Regions from separate parts of the Sus scrofa genome. Here all the other regions are linked to region 2. Evidence: chromatin contacts called from public Hi-C and promoter capture Hi-C data. All regions are on one chromosome and are shown on one strand. The core of a region is the stretch at or near the end of the contact, and the rest is flanking DNA. Distances in the headings are between cores, read along the strand shown. Region 1 overlaps MAN1C1 (mannosyl-oligosaccharide 1,2-alpha-mannosidase IC). Region 2 has its middle 31 kb from the start of LDLRAP1. Region 3 holds the start of SYF2 (pre-mRNA-splicing factor SYF2).

The links. Promoter capture Hi-C pulls out the DNA fragments that hold promoters and counts their contacts. Hi-C and Micro-C count contacts between places; a contact is called where the count stands out from the background.
Region 1: a Hi-C map of mesenteric adipose tissue shows a contact between it and region 2, with 1.5 times the contacts expected there. The contact joins two enhancer-like sites. A contact is called at or near these places in 7 of 47 Hi-C or Micro-C datasets (alveolar macrophages, embryonic fibroblasts, mesenteric adipose tissue and 2 more) and 1 of 2 datasets of contacts at active chromatin or transcription factors (skeletal muscle).
Region 3: a contact with region 2 is called in a promoter capture Hi-C map of fetal liver, with 2.9 times the contacts expected there. The contact joins the promoter of SYF2 here to the enhancer-like site in region 2. A contact is called at or near these places in 2 of 5 promoter capture datasets (fetal liver and liver), 9 of 47 Hi-C or Micro-C datasets (alveolar macrophages, embryonic fibroblasts, fetal heart ventricle and 6 more) and 2 of 2 datasets of contacts at active chromatin or transcription factors (alveolar macrophages and skeletal muscle).

What each region holds. Positions count from the first base shown.
Region 1 is chr6:83,190,566-83,194,479 of Sscrofa11.1, reverse strand. All of the region lies in intron 2 of MAN1C1 (mannosyl-oligosaccharide 1,2-alpha-mannosidase IC), which reads right to left. Among named protein-coding and RNA genes, the nearest start is that of SELENON, 54 kb to the left of the region's middle. Within about 2 kb of position 1,984, at least 23 of the 83 cell types and tissues checked have an H3K27ac peak or open chromatin away from gene starts, as enhancers often do. A contact at or near this core is called in mesenteric adipose tissue and skeletal muscle, where this site is marked.
Region 2 is chr6:82,997,566-83,001,803 of Sscrofa11.1, reverse strand. No RefSeq gene overlaps it. Among named protein-coding and RNA genes, the nearest start is that of LDLRAP1, 31 kb to the left of the region's middle. Within about 2 kb of position 2,928, at least 22 of the 83 cell types and tissues checked have an H3K27ac peak or open chromatin away from gene starts, as enhancers often do. A contact at or near this core is called in fetal liver, liver, mesenteric adipose tissue and 3 more, where this site is marked.
Region 3 is chr6:82,842,108-82,845,797 of Sscrofa11.1, reverse strand. It overlaps SYF2 (pre-mRNA-splicing factor SYF2), which reads left to right and starts at 2,314. Exons shown (of 7, transcript XM_021095593.1): 1 at 2,314-2,434; 2 at 2,657-2,767. The coding sequence starts at 2,408.

The DNA.
Region 1 (3,914 bases), core at 735-3,234, 190 kb before region 2:
TCATGGCAACGCCGGATCCTCAACCCACTGAGCAAGGGCAGGGATCGAACCCACAACATCATGGTTCCCAGTCGGATTCGTTAACCACTGCGCCACGACGGGAACTCCTCAATTCCATTTCTTAATTTATTCTAAGGAAAAAAAGATGTTCATAAATATCGATCCAGAAAGATACTTATTGCAGCATATAATGGGTGAAAGTTGGGGAAAAAAACCCTCAAGTCCAACAATAGTGGATTCGTTATACCCATTGTGGCTTGTATATAAAATAGGACACTATGCAGACATGCACACAGGTGAGGAAGACCTGTGTTAGCTGGGGCACCATCCATGGGATCTGTTAAACTAAAAAAAAAGTAGATTGAAAAAAAAAAAGGCAATAGAATTTCTTTACTGTATGCCACCATGGACACAATTAAGTCTGGCAGGACATGATTCAGTGGCTATCTCCTCTCTATGCTGGGATTATAGGTGCTTCTTGATTTCTTCAGCTCATGGATTATTTTTATAACCAGAAATTAATTAATTTCTCTTCCTTCCTTCCTTCCCTTTCTTTCTTGGAAACAGTTTGGGCAAAGCAACCAACAAATGCAAAACCCAAAGATTCCGTGGCCACTCTTGCTCTAAGCCCGTGAGTACATAAAGCATGAGCTACCAGGCTTGGCCCCTGCCTCGGGGCCTTAGAATCTTGTCCTGGAAATAAAGGCTGAGAAAATGGAGCAGTTTTCCACATCACAGACTGGATAGCAGAGTGACGAAGACGACATTCCCATGAGGGACAGCCAGGGCCTGGCTGGTAGAGGACGGTGACGGGGCGGGGGAGGAGCTTGCTTGGTGCCATCTGGAGGGCTTCCGAAGAGATGGCAGCCTCCAATCAACTCCTTCTGAGTACAGTCATTGCAGGCAGCAGCAATTTCTTTTAGGGACTAGAGGGTAGCTTAAGAGGAGCAATTGTTTCTTCAGTGTCCTCCTTGCATAGGCTCAAAGCATTGAGACACAGGGGCTCCAACTTCCCCCAGTGAACACAAGAGCTTGCTGACAGGCGCCGCGGGCCCCACTTGAGTCTGAAGCACGGCTTTGTGGCCCCCCTCTCCCGCATTCAGAGTTCACATTTAATCTCCTTAATTAGTGCTTCCCTAGCTGCTCACTCGTGTTGACTTTGCAGGCAGAGAATCCTTGTGAAACCCAAACACTTAACCGCCTCTCTAGACTGGGCAAGGTCTAATAAATTAAAAAAAGGCATGGCCCGGAAAAGGATGGGAGGGAGATCCAGGAGAAGTTGGAGGTTAAAGACCCATTTCCAGAAGGGAGGGTTTGCCAGGAAGAGTGGAGGGAGGGAAGGGTGGGGGCACGCGGACGCTTTGCAATCCAGAGGCACGTGTCCTGGGATGGCTTTGGCACTTGGGTTGAAGTGAATTTCCAGAGTGTCAATCCTTCCTACACTTAGGGATTAGTAGGCAAACGTACTCAAAGCCAAACAAAGTTGATCTTTTCCTGGTTTATCCTGGCTGCCTCCCCTGTAGGTGTCCAAGGCTGAACACAGTTCAAGGGAACTCCTTACCCGCCTGAGGTGCCCAGGCCTTGGGGCATTGATGGGCCACATGTGGACAGAGGCTGAGAGAGTCCTGGTGTCCATACTCCTGGCTCTGAAGCCAGGCCCTCTTCCTGTTAACCACGGGGCCTCAAACCTGACTTCTTAAAGGCCTGGAGGGGTTTCTGAGATCCCACTCCCTTACCCCTAAATTTCATAGATGAGGACCCCAGGGAGGTCCCGCCCCAGATAAGACTGAGGGAGGCGTGGAGCCCCAGCCAGGGCCCAGTGTGGTGTGTTTTCCACAAGGAAAGGGGCCTTCAATTCCCCGTGAAGACAATTTCAGCTCTGCTTGCTAACCCCTCCCCCGCAGGGGCAGGAGGCTGCTCTGACCAGTGAAGAGGAGCCCAGGCTGTGTGTCCTTCAAGGCCAAGGGAGGGGAGGCCCGGAGTATCTGATTTCTGAATCCTGCCCCAGGCTGCCTGGTGTTTTCACCCCACGGGCCCTCTGTCCCCTGGGCCGACCCTGAGCCCAGAGTCCCCACGGCCTCAGCTGGGCCGGGAGGGCAGCCAGGGCACCTCATGACCAGCTATCCTTCCTAAACACTCCCGAGGCAGCTCGCTAAGAGATCTGTTGGCAAGTTCTGCCCCTGCTCTTGGGTTCCTGAGGCCTCCTCTCCTCCCCGCCCCCGCCCCCTCCCCAACACGGCTAGGCTGCAGGCCAGGAAGTCACTTATTGGAACGCTTTTTCTTTCAGGCCAGGGGTTACCTGGCGGCCAGGCTGGGCAGGAGAGAAGGCCCTATCCTGGATTCAACTCTATCTGCACCTGCAGCGGCCTGGGGAGCTCCCCGGGGGAAAAAGACACTTGCCCATTCAGTAAACAGACCCCCAACGGGCACGGACAGTCAGGCAGCCCGCCTGGAAGCTTTGGTTCCTGGGTCTGGAACCCTCGCTGTGCACAAAGGACCCCCGCTCCCTCCCCTTCCTGACAGGCAGGAGGCAGTGAGATCTGTTAAAAGAACACATCTTTGGGTTCAAATCCGGACTTGGGCCAGCAACACATTTGTTGTCAGTGTTAAAGTTCTCACCTGTAAAATGAGGTGAAGACCACTGGGCTGGGGTACTAGGGAGCCACTGAGGGTTCCTGAGCTGGTGGGTAACGGTATCATATAATACATCTGATAAAGACATCTACACATGCCTGGCACAGAGTAAGTGCTTGACAAATCAATTCATTGTTCTTATCTCTGGGGGTCCTTAGCTCCCCTTGAAACACTGGCCTGGCCAGGGAGATGCTGATTCAAATCCTGGCTCAATTATGCATAAGCTGTGTACAAGCGCAAGTCACTATACCTCACTGAGCCCCATTTTTCTCATCTGCAAAATGGAAATTATAGTAGGACCCACCTCGTAAGGCTGCTGGGAGGGATAAATGGGGCAGTGGATGGAAAGGAGGTAGCACAACGTTGGGTACATGTGAGCTTGCCCCCATAAACAGAAGCTGGTCCTGGGCAGCCCTTCCACAACGGCTTCTGGGGTCGCTGAGACTTTGTGATGCTCCTGCAGTATGGCTTTTCCCCACCCTGTAGGGCAGTGTGGGCATGAGGCGCAGCTTGCAAAAGCCTTGGCCGAAATTAAGGGAAAAGCGTCATATGGGTCCCACCTGCATCTGCTGCTGAGCCTTTGTACCCCTGACTTGAATGTGCCCCTGCCTCTGAAAGGGTCTACCTACTTCCAGGACCCCTCCCTTCCACTCCAATTCACCCTGTACACTGTCCCTGACCTGTCTTCCTAAAACCAGATCCACTGTGCCCCTCCCCGGCTCAGGAACCTGCAATGGCTTCTCAATACCCATGCACTAAGTACACGGTAGTGGTCAAGCCTTTTGGGCTTCAAAGGATCTGGCTAATATCACCTCCCAACAAGCTCTGCTTCCTGGACACAGGCTGCACGCTCCAGCCTCCCTACCCCTGCACATATGGTCTTGCCAACAAGACTTCTTTGTGCATCCGGGCATAGACAAAACCTATACCTTCTTCAAGGCCTCCTCCCGGCAGCCTTCCCTGATTGCAGCCAGCCAACCTCCTGCCCAGAGAGCTCCCAAAGCACTTTCTCAGGCGTCCCGCTCAGTGTTCTCCATTCCCACTCTGCACTGTGGAGCTGTCTCGCCCCCTAACTAGACAGTGAGCTCCTTGAGGTCAAAGGTTCCCACCACCTCTCTTGCACCCCTTCCCTGCCTTACCTCCAAGCAACCACAAGGGCCAGAGCCCTCAACCCCAACGGGCCACTCGCCATTCCCTGCAACCTCAGCAGATGCCTCGACTTCAGTGACTGCTACAAAGTCTGCTAGGATCGCCTTCCCCATGCCACCTTCTCCCGTGCG
Region 2 (4,238 bases), core at 1,679-4,178:
CAAACAGTAACAAATTTGAGGTGATGCTAACAGAATTTCTTTATGGAAACGGGGAGGGGGTGAAGATCAGTGTGATAAAGGGGGCTGGCAGAAGGAGCCCATGACAAGGGCCTGAAGGGTCACCCTAGGGCCAGAAGGCAGAAGAGAGCCCATGAGGTCTCCATGGGGAAGGTGGGCAGAGAGACTGGCTTCTCTGACAGCTCAGGGAAACACCTTAGGGTCCTTGCCCGGCCCCAGGCCCCCAAACACCCACAACCCCTGTTCTGAGGCCCCAGGCCCCAGCCAGGAACCAGGCTTCCTTTCATTTCCTCTAATTCCCAGTTTCACCACCCCGGCTGTACCTTAGAAACTGCTGTGGAATTAAAACAAAACAAAGCCCAGGTCCCTCCCAGCCTGGTTACATCAGGCTCGCAGGGGAGGGCCCCTGGGCTGGGCAGTTTTAAGAGCTCCCCAGGTGGTTCTAAGGAGTGACAGGGTGTAGCCTGAGGCCAGCTTCGTCCAGACCCCGCCCAGGGATGTCAGATCTGCCCTTCTCAGTAGAAAACAAAACAAAATCTAGAAATCTCCCACTTTCAAATGCTTTGTTGCTGTTTTGGCTTTTAATTACATTTAAAATGTGTTTCAAAAACCATTACTTTTATTATAAAGGTAATAGTAAATTTGTTGTGGAAAATTTGGAATATACAGTGAAATATAAAGAAGAAAATGAAAATCACCTATAATTGGGTTCTGAATACAGAATGATTCTAGGATGTTCTGAAAGAAAGTCCCCGCTTTACTGTGCTGGGGGGTGGGATGCCCCTGGAAGTCTTTATGGAAACAGAGTTCCATGTCTTTTTATCTTTTTGTCCTTTTTAGGGCTGCACCCATGGCATATAGAGGTTCCCAGACTAGGGGGTCTGATCAGAGCTGCAGCCCCACTGGCCTACATCACAGCAATGCAGGATCCGAGCCGCGTCTCCAACCTACACCACAGCTCATGGCAATGCCAGATCCTTAACCCACTGAGCAAGGCCAAGGATCGAACCCGCAACCTCATGGTTCCTGGTCGGATTTGTTTCTGCTGCGCTACAGTGGGAACTCTGAGTTCCATCGCAAGGCTGGTCCCTCAGACCATTAATGATTGTCAGAGACAGACTTTGAGAACCTGTCTTATTTTTTAAAATCAGTATTTCTTCCTAATACATAGTAACAAAACTTATAATTAAAAAGAAAGAAATCTTTAGGGAAGAACCTCTGCTGTCCAGTGGAGCTGGCACTGGAGGTGAGAGGGCCTCTTGCTAAGACCGCATGTGCCCTCTAGTGGCAGCCAGAGGGGCTGGCTGCAGGCAGGGCTGGGCCCCAGGGCCCAGCCTTGCTCTCCAGTCAGTGATTCCCACAGGGGGTCCCAGGGACGAAGCCTTACCTGGGAACTTGTTCAAAACCCGGATGTTCACGTTCTCTCCCAACCCTCCTGAATCAGAATCTCCGAGGGTGGGGGCGCGGCAATTTACATTTTAACAAGCCATTAAGCAGGCACTTCTGATGAACCCTAAAGTTTGAGAACCACTGTTTTAGGTAAATGTGGGCCTGGTACCAGATAATGTGCCAAAACAGCACAAGTTCTGAGGACAAAGGGGAAGGGAATGTTGAAAAGCCGACTCTGCTGACAACACCGCCGGCCAAACACACCTCATTGAAGTCCCCGCCAGAAGGTGTCTGGAGGCTTGCAGAGCTTCGGAACAGGGGCAGAATGGACCATGGCCCAGAGGAAACCTGTCTGAGCTTCTTGGATGGGGCTTAAAAGGCCACACCATGTTGATGCTAAGCCTGGGATTCTTAGGACAGAGATCAGAGGTATAATGGCAGATGATTCCAGAACCCTAGCAAGCCCATCCTGAGGGAATAAAAAGAACGAACTTCAGGCAGAGGCAGAGGAATGAAAGGCAAACACTGAAGTAGGACTAAAGCAGGAACAAAGTAAGCCCAAAGAAGAAGGGAGCCAAGAAAAGAAATGTGGTTCCCTTGGGCAAATGGATCAGTCTTTAAGCAGGTACCTTCCTGGAGAAGGATTTCTGTTTTACAATTTGAAGACTGTCAAAATGAAAAAGCCCCACACTGAGGTCAGGTGCAGTGGTGCCAGCACTTGGGGAAATCGGGTCTGAGGCGCCACTTGGCTAAAAACGGCTAGGCCCCCAGCAGCTTCCAGCAGTGAGGTTTTCCTGATGGAGACGTGATTGTTCTCAGGGCATCCAGCTGTTTAGGAAATCTTCGCACCTGGCAAAGTCAAGCAGGAGTTTGTAGAGACAAATCAAGCAAAACAAGGCTTCAGCAGCAACTCGAGACAGGCAGATGGAAGATGTCACGGTGAATATTCCACTTCAAATTTTCTCCTCTCCTAGAAAGAGTTCTGTTTATACTGTCATTCGAATAGTATGATTGCAGGGGTGTTCTGATCCAGGTAAGACACCGTATTTCAGGTTACATGTCTAATCTATTAATTAACTATATTCATTCAGTAAGTATTCATTGAGCACATGCTACGTGGCAGTCATTGCTCTAGGTTCTGGGGTTATAGCAGTAAATAAACAAGCAAAAATTCCTGCCTTTGTAGAGTTTACATTGTAATGGAGGGGAGAGACAACAAAAGCAGGAAAATGTGTAACATTTGAGATTTCCATCTCCAGCTTGCCCCTCATCAATTAAGCTCTTAATTTTTGAAGCTTTGTCTGCTTTTGAGTGTTGGCTGCTTCTGAACTAGCAGAGAGGGACAGTGTTGAGTCTTCGAATTAGGAAAGTCAGCTCAGGTTGGGGCTTCTAAACTATGCATAAACAACTGAATCACCTGGAGACATTGAAGCGGGGCAGGCCCGAGGTGTGGACCACACTGGTGAGGAGCTCCCCAGGGAGTCAGGCCGCAGAGGGCGGGGCGGGGCTTGCTGGGAACTCGGATTCCAGGCAGGCCCCGCCTCACCACCACTGCCAGCTTCAGCCCCTGACCTCGCCATTGGAGGCCCTGGCTGGCAGAGCCTGTTTGTCGTCACTTCACCTAATTCCCACAGCAGCTCCTTCTGCAGTCAGGGCAGCCAGGAACAATTCTCCTTCTTAAAGGTGAGGAAACAGCCCCCACCCCAGAGAGGTTAAGGGGAGGGGGTCACAGATTGCTGGGGCACAGCAGGGAGCAGACTCCCATCCACAGGGCTTGGCTAGGCCTGGAGCAGACGAGGAGCTTTGCAGAGGGGAGAGGCAGGCCTGTGAAGAAACCTGCTCAGCAGTCAGCATCACTGAGTCACAGCCAAGGAGGCATCTCGAGAACTCAGGGGCTCCTTATCCTAGCCAGGTCTAGCTACTGCGGCCCACCTGAAAACAGCTGCCTGGCTGGCCTTCACTGCATTCATTGGCTTTAAGGTGGGTTTCCGGTTTACCTCCTCACCTCCCTTTGGCGTGGTGTGAATTTTGCCAGAAGCAACCTGAGAGCAGTTGTGAGGCATGTTCAGCCCATCCAGGTGGCCTTGCACAGCCCGGTTAATACAGCCCAGGGAGCCTGGGGAACTGGGAGGGCAGAAGGACTCTGCCCTGCCTTCAGGCTGGGAGCCTGAGGAACCGTTCATTCTCATCTTGTGAGATGTCTTGGAAAGATGCTGAGGGAAGGGGCACACAACAGGTATTTCCTTCTGTCAAGTTAGGAGATGTCATCAAAGAGGTTATTCAGCCAAAGCACACGCAGTCCATTCTTTCCTTAGCTATTTAACCATCCAGAATGGCAAATCCTGTTTTATGGCATGTAATAAATTATATTGTACTAAAAGGGAACCATTTTATGATGGGCCTAAAATAACACAAACAACTGGAGAGCTCTTTGGTGGAAAAGAACATGACAGTGAGAATGCTGGAGGCAGACACATGCCTTCAGGGAAGGCGAAGGCAAATGCCAGGCCGAGGAGGTTCCCCAGGGAGCGCTGCTCCCAGTATCAAGTGTGGTGTGTCTGCAAGCGCCTCAACGGCCCAGACTCAGGAAGGCTATCCAGCCACAGGGACAGGGGGTGAGGTGCCAAGAGCAGTATTTTCCAAAACTGAAGCCAAGATCAATTGTAACAAAGGCCGAGAGAGGCAGCTGGCTTCTCAGAGGACAAAAACAAAGCCTCTAGAAACAAGGGAGGACTACCGAAGAGGTTACCTGCGAGGGCAGTTCAGGATCTGTGACACATAGGAAACCCAATAGGGTGCTGGTCACAAAGCAGCCCGACGAGATTCTGGAA
Region 3 (3,690 bases), core at 1,065-3,564, 160 kb after region 2:
TAACCAGGCCTGACCCTGCTTAGCTTCTGAGATCTGATGAGCTCAAGCACATTCCCTGGCTATTTCTATAAAAAATTTAAAATTAACTTTTAATTTTGGAATTGGAAATATATTAATATGGTTCAAAATATTTTATATATGTATATATAAACACACACACATATAGTAACTCCCCACAAATAAATCACTTATATTAGCCCCTTGCAAACAAAAATATATTCCTAGTAACCCTAACCCTGTCCATTGTCCCTTAAATGTGGCATACTATAACTATATAACTATGCTATGTACCTTGCATTTTTCACTTAGTATATTTTGGACATTTTTCCAAATTATTATACAGAGAGCTGCCTTGTTCCTTTTTACAGCTTCACCGTGTTCCACTGAATGTACCATAATGTATTTAAGCAGTCTTCTATTGACAGATATTTGAGTTGTTTCCAATTTTTTTCTTTTACAAAAAACTGAAACAATTTTTGTTTTTGTTTTTGTCTTTTTAGTGCCTTATCAGCAGCATATGGAGGTTCCTAGGCTAGGGAACTGAAACCTGAGACCTTCTGGTGCAGGGCTTGCACCTCGACCTCTCTTTGAGCAACAGCATACAAAGAAACTATAGGGGATTAAAAATAACTGGGGCAAATTGTGAACAAGATACAAAAAGACCAAAAACTCAACTGCCACTTCTGAGGTGTTGGGAGCAAAAGCAGAGTACTGTGCATGATCCCTGCACACAGCGCCACCAAGGGGCTGGGCCGACCACCTAGGCAGCCCCTTCAGCGGGGACACATGGATCAGCTCCTACCCTCACCCCAAATAAAGGACCAGCTCCCTGTCCCCCTCAGGGAACAAGCAAGGGCACCTATTTCTCGTTTTCACTCCTTCCTGCTGCAGTACAAATCCTAATAAAAGTCATGCCTGAATTTCTCATCTGTCCTCTTATCAATTTCTACTGATTACACAGTCTAAGAACCCTGGTCATTAATACTACCCGCAATATTTGTTTTGTTGTTGGTTGTTTTGGTTTTTTTTAGGGCCGCACCCAAGGCATTGGAGGTTCCCAGGCTAGGGGTCCAATCGGAGTTACAGCTGCTGGCCTATATACCACAGCTCACGGCAACACCAGATCCTTAACCCACTGAGTGAGGCCAGGGATCGAACCCGTGTCCTCATGGATACTAGTTGGGTTCGTTAACCTCTGAGCCACGACGGGAACTCCGAACTTAAAGATTTTTGTCATGGTATTTTCCAGTTCCAAAAAACAAAAACAATAACCCACTGAGATTCTGACAGAATAACATCACATTTATACTGAGATACCCTTGTACTATTATGTTTATATTTTGTCTTCCAACCAGAAATCCCTTCGTTATTAATGGAAATTTAACTTTTTTTTTTTCTTCTGTCTTTTTGCATTTTCTTGAGCCACTCCTACGGCATATGGAGGTTCCCAGGCTAAGGGTCTAATCGGAGCTGTAGCCACCAGCCTATGCCAGAGCCACAGCAACGCAGGATCCGAGCTGTATCTGCGCCCCACACCACAGCTCACGGCAATGCCGGATCCTTAACCCACTGAGCAAGGCTGGGGAACGAACCTGCAACCTCATGGTTCCTAGTGAGATTCGTTAACCATTGCGCCACGGCGGGAACTCCCTGGAAATTTAACTTTCTGTATTTCAAATTATTTCATTTCTTTCTTCCGGCTATCATTCAAATCTTATATCTAGGTATCTTTTCATTTGGAGGATTACTTTTTCATTTCCACCTCTAATTAAGTTTTAGTGAAGAAAAAATATTTTCGTATATTCCTCCTGTTTCCAGAATCTTACCGAATTATATTAATATCTTCAACTCTTATTAATTCTGGCTCAGTCTCCCTGCTAGGCACGGAAGAAGGAACAGGACGGGACAGGCCCTGCTCTCCTGCAGTTTATAACGTTGGGGGAAAAGAAAAAAGAACAGATGAGAAAAATATCTTAAAATACTGCCATATGACGGTCCCTAGGGCCTACGCGAAACAGCGTCGTCAGGGAAGACCTGCTTCGGAGGAGGTGACACGGAAGCTAAGCGCTAAAGGGAAAGCCCTTTCCGTTGAAGAGTACAATACACAGTTGAGGCGACTTTGCACCGTACCCCCATTAGGCCATTCCTACCCAGTCAATCTTTCCGCAACACTTCACACCCTTTTCCAACTCGCCCCTCCCCGTCCCCGGGCCTTTTGCGGCTGCGCAAGGCCTTGCCCAATAGAAAACCTCTCACGTCTGAAAGAGGCAAAGATTCGTCCCAATTGCCTGAGGCTTCCTGGAAGGGGCGGGACTTACGCTAGTTACTAACCTGTACTGACGCGGCAGTCCAAAGGCTGGCGGAAGTGCTCCGAGTTGTTGCCGGAAGTGGGAAAGGAAAGGCTGTAATGGCGGCTGCTACTCTGGTCGAGAAGGTAAGTGACGCCGGCCTTACCCAGGGGTTTTAGTTAGGGCGCCGGTGGTTGGCAAGGGCGAGAGGTGGAGGAGATGCTTGTGTTTCAGACTAGGAAAGTACAGCTACTGTGGGGTCTGGGTCGGCTCTGAGCTTCCGGCCTGGTGGGACTTGTGGGGAATCGCTTGGGCCTTCCGGGAAGAAGTCGAACTGGCCCCACTCTAGCCTGTCCTCCTCGCTGTAGGTGCCGGGGAACGGCGCAGAAGAGCAGCAGCCCCCACTGGGGCCCGAGGAGCTAGCCGCCCAGAAGCGCGAACAGAGACTGCGCAAATTCCGGGAACTGCATCTGAAGCGGGTGAGTAGCCAGAGAGGCCCGCTGAGACCTTTTACCCGGCCGGGGCCGTGCGCGTTTCTGGAGGGACGAGGAGGCCGCGCCCGCGCGTGTGACAGGCCCGCAGGGCAGGATAAAAGTTCCGTTCCGGTAGTTCTCAACCCTCGCAGTACATTGGAGTCACTTTTGGAAAGGGACATGCTCTCTCCAGCCCTCCTCCCACCCACATCTGTTTTAACTTAGTTGGGCTGGTTTGGGCATTTATCTTACTAACAACCTCCCTGCTGTGTGATTTGTATAAACTCTTCATTGTATCTAGGGAAATATATATGGAAGAAACTCGTCCATGTTAGCAAGAGTTGGTTGTCGCTTCATTGAAAAGTACTCAGCAAATCTCGGAAAGTCTGTAGGGTCAGTAGTTCAGCTAGTTGGTGGGGAACCAGATGAGTAAGATAAGGCCTCTGTTCTTAAGTCGAGGAGAGAATTTTCTGGCTAGAAATTACACTGTTGTTAAAAAATTATATTGTAAATATTGTTAAAAAATATATGTTGTAAAATTGAGATAGGAACAAAGAACCTTGGGAGTGCAGAGGAGGAGATATTGTTGCAGTTTGGGGGACCTCAGGGAGTGTCTCCTATAAGAGATGACACCTAAACTACTGCTTGAAAGATGAGTAAGATATTAACATAAAAATGAAATGTCCAAAATATTTACACAAAGGCGGAGTTCCCATTGTGGCTCAGTGGTTAACAAATCCGTCTAGGAACCAAGAGGTTGTGAGTTTGATCCCTGGCCTTGCTCAGTGGGTTAAGGATCTGGCGTTGCCCTGAGCTGTGGTGTGGGGCGCAGATACAGCTTGGATCCCGCGTTTCTGTGGCTGTGGCGTAGGCCAGCAGCTACTTCTCCGATTCTACCCCCTAGCCTGGAAACCTCCATATGCTGCAGG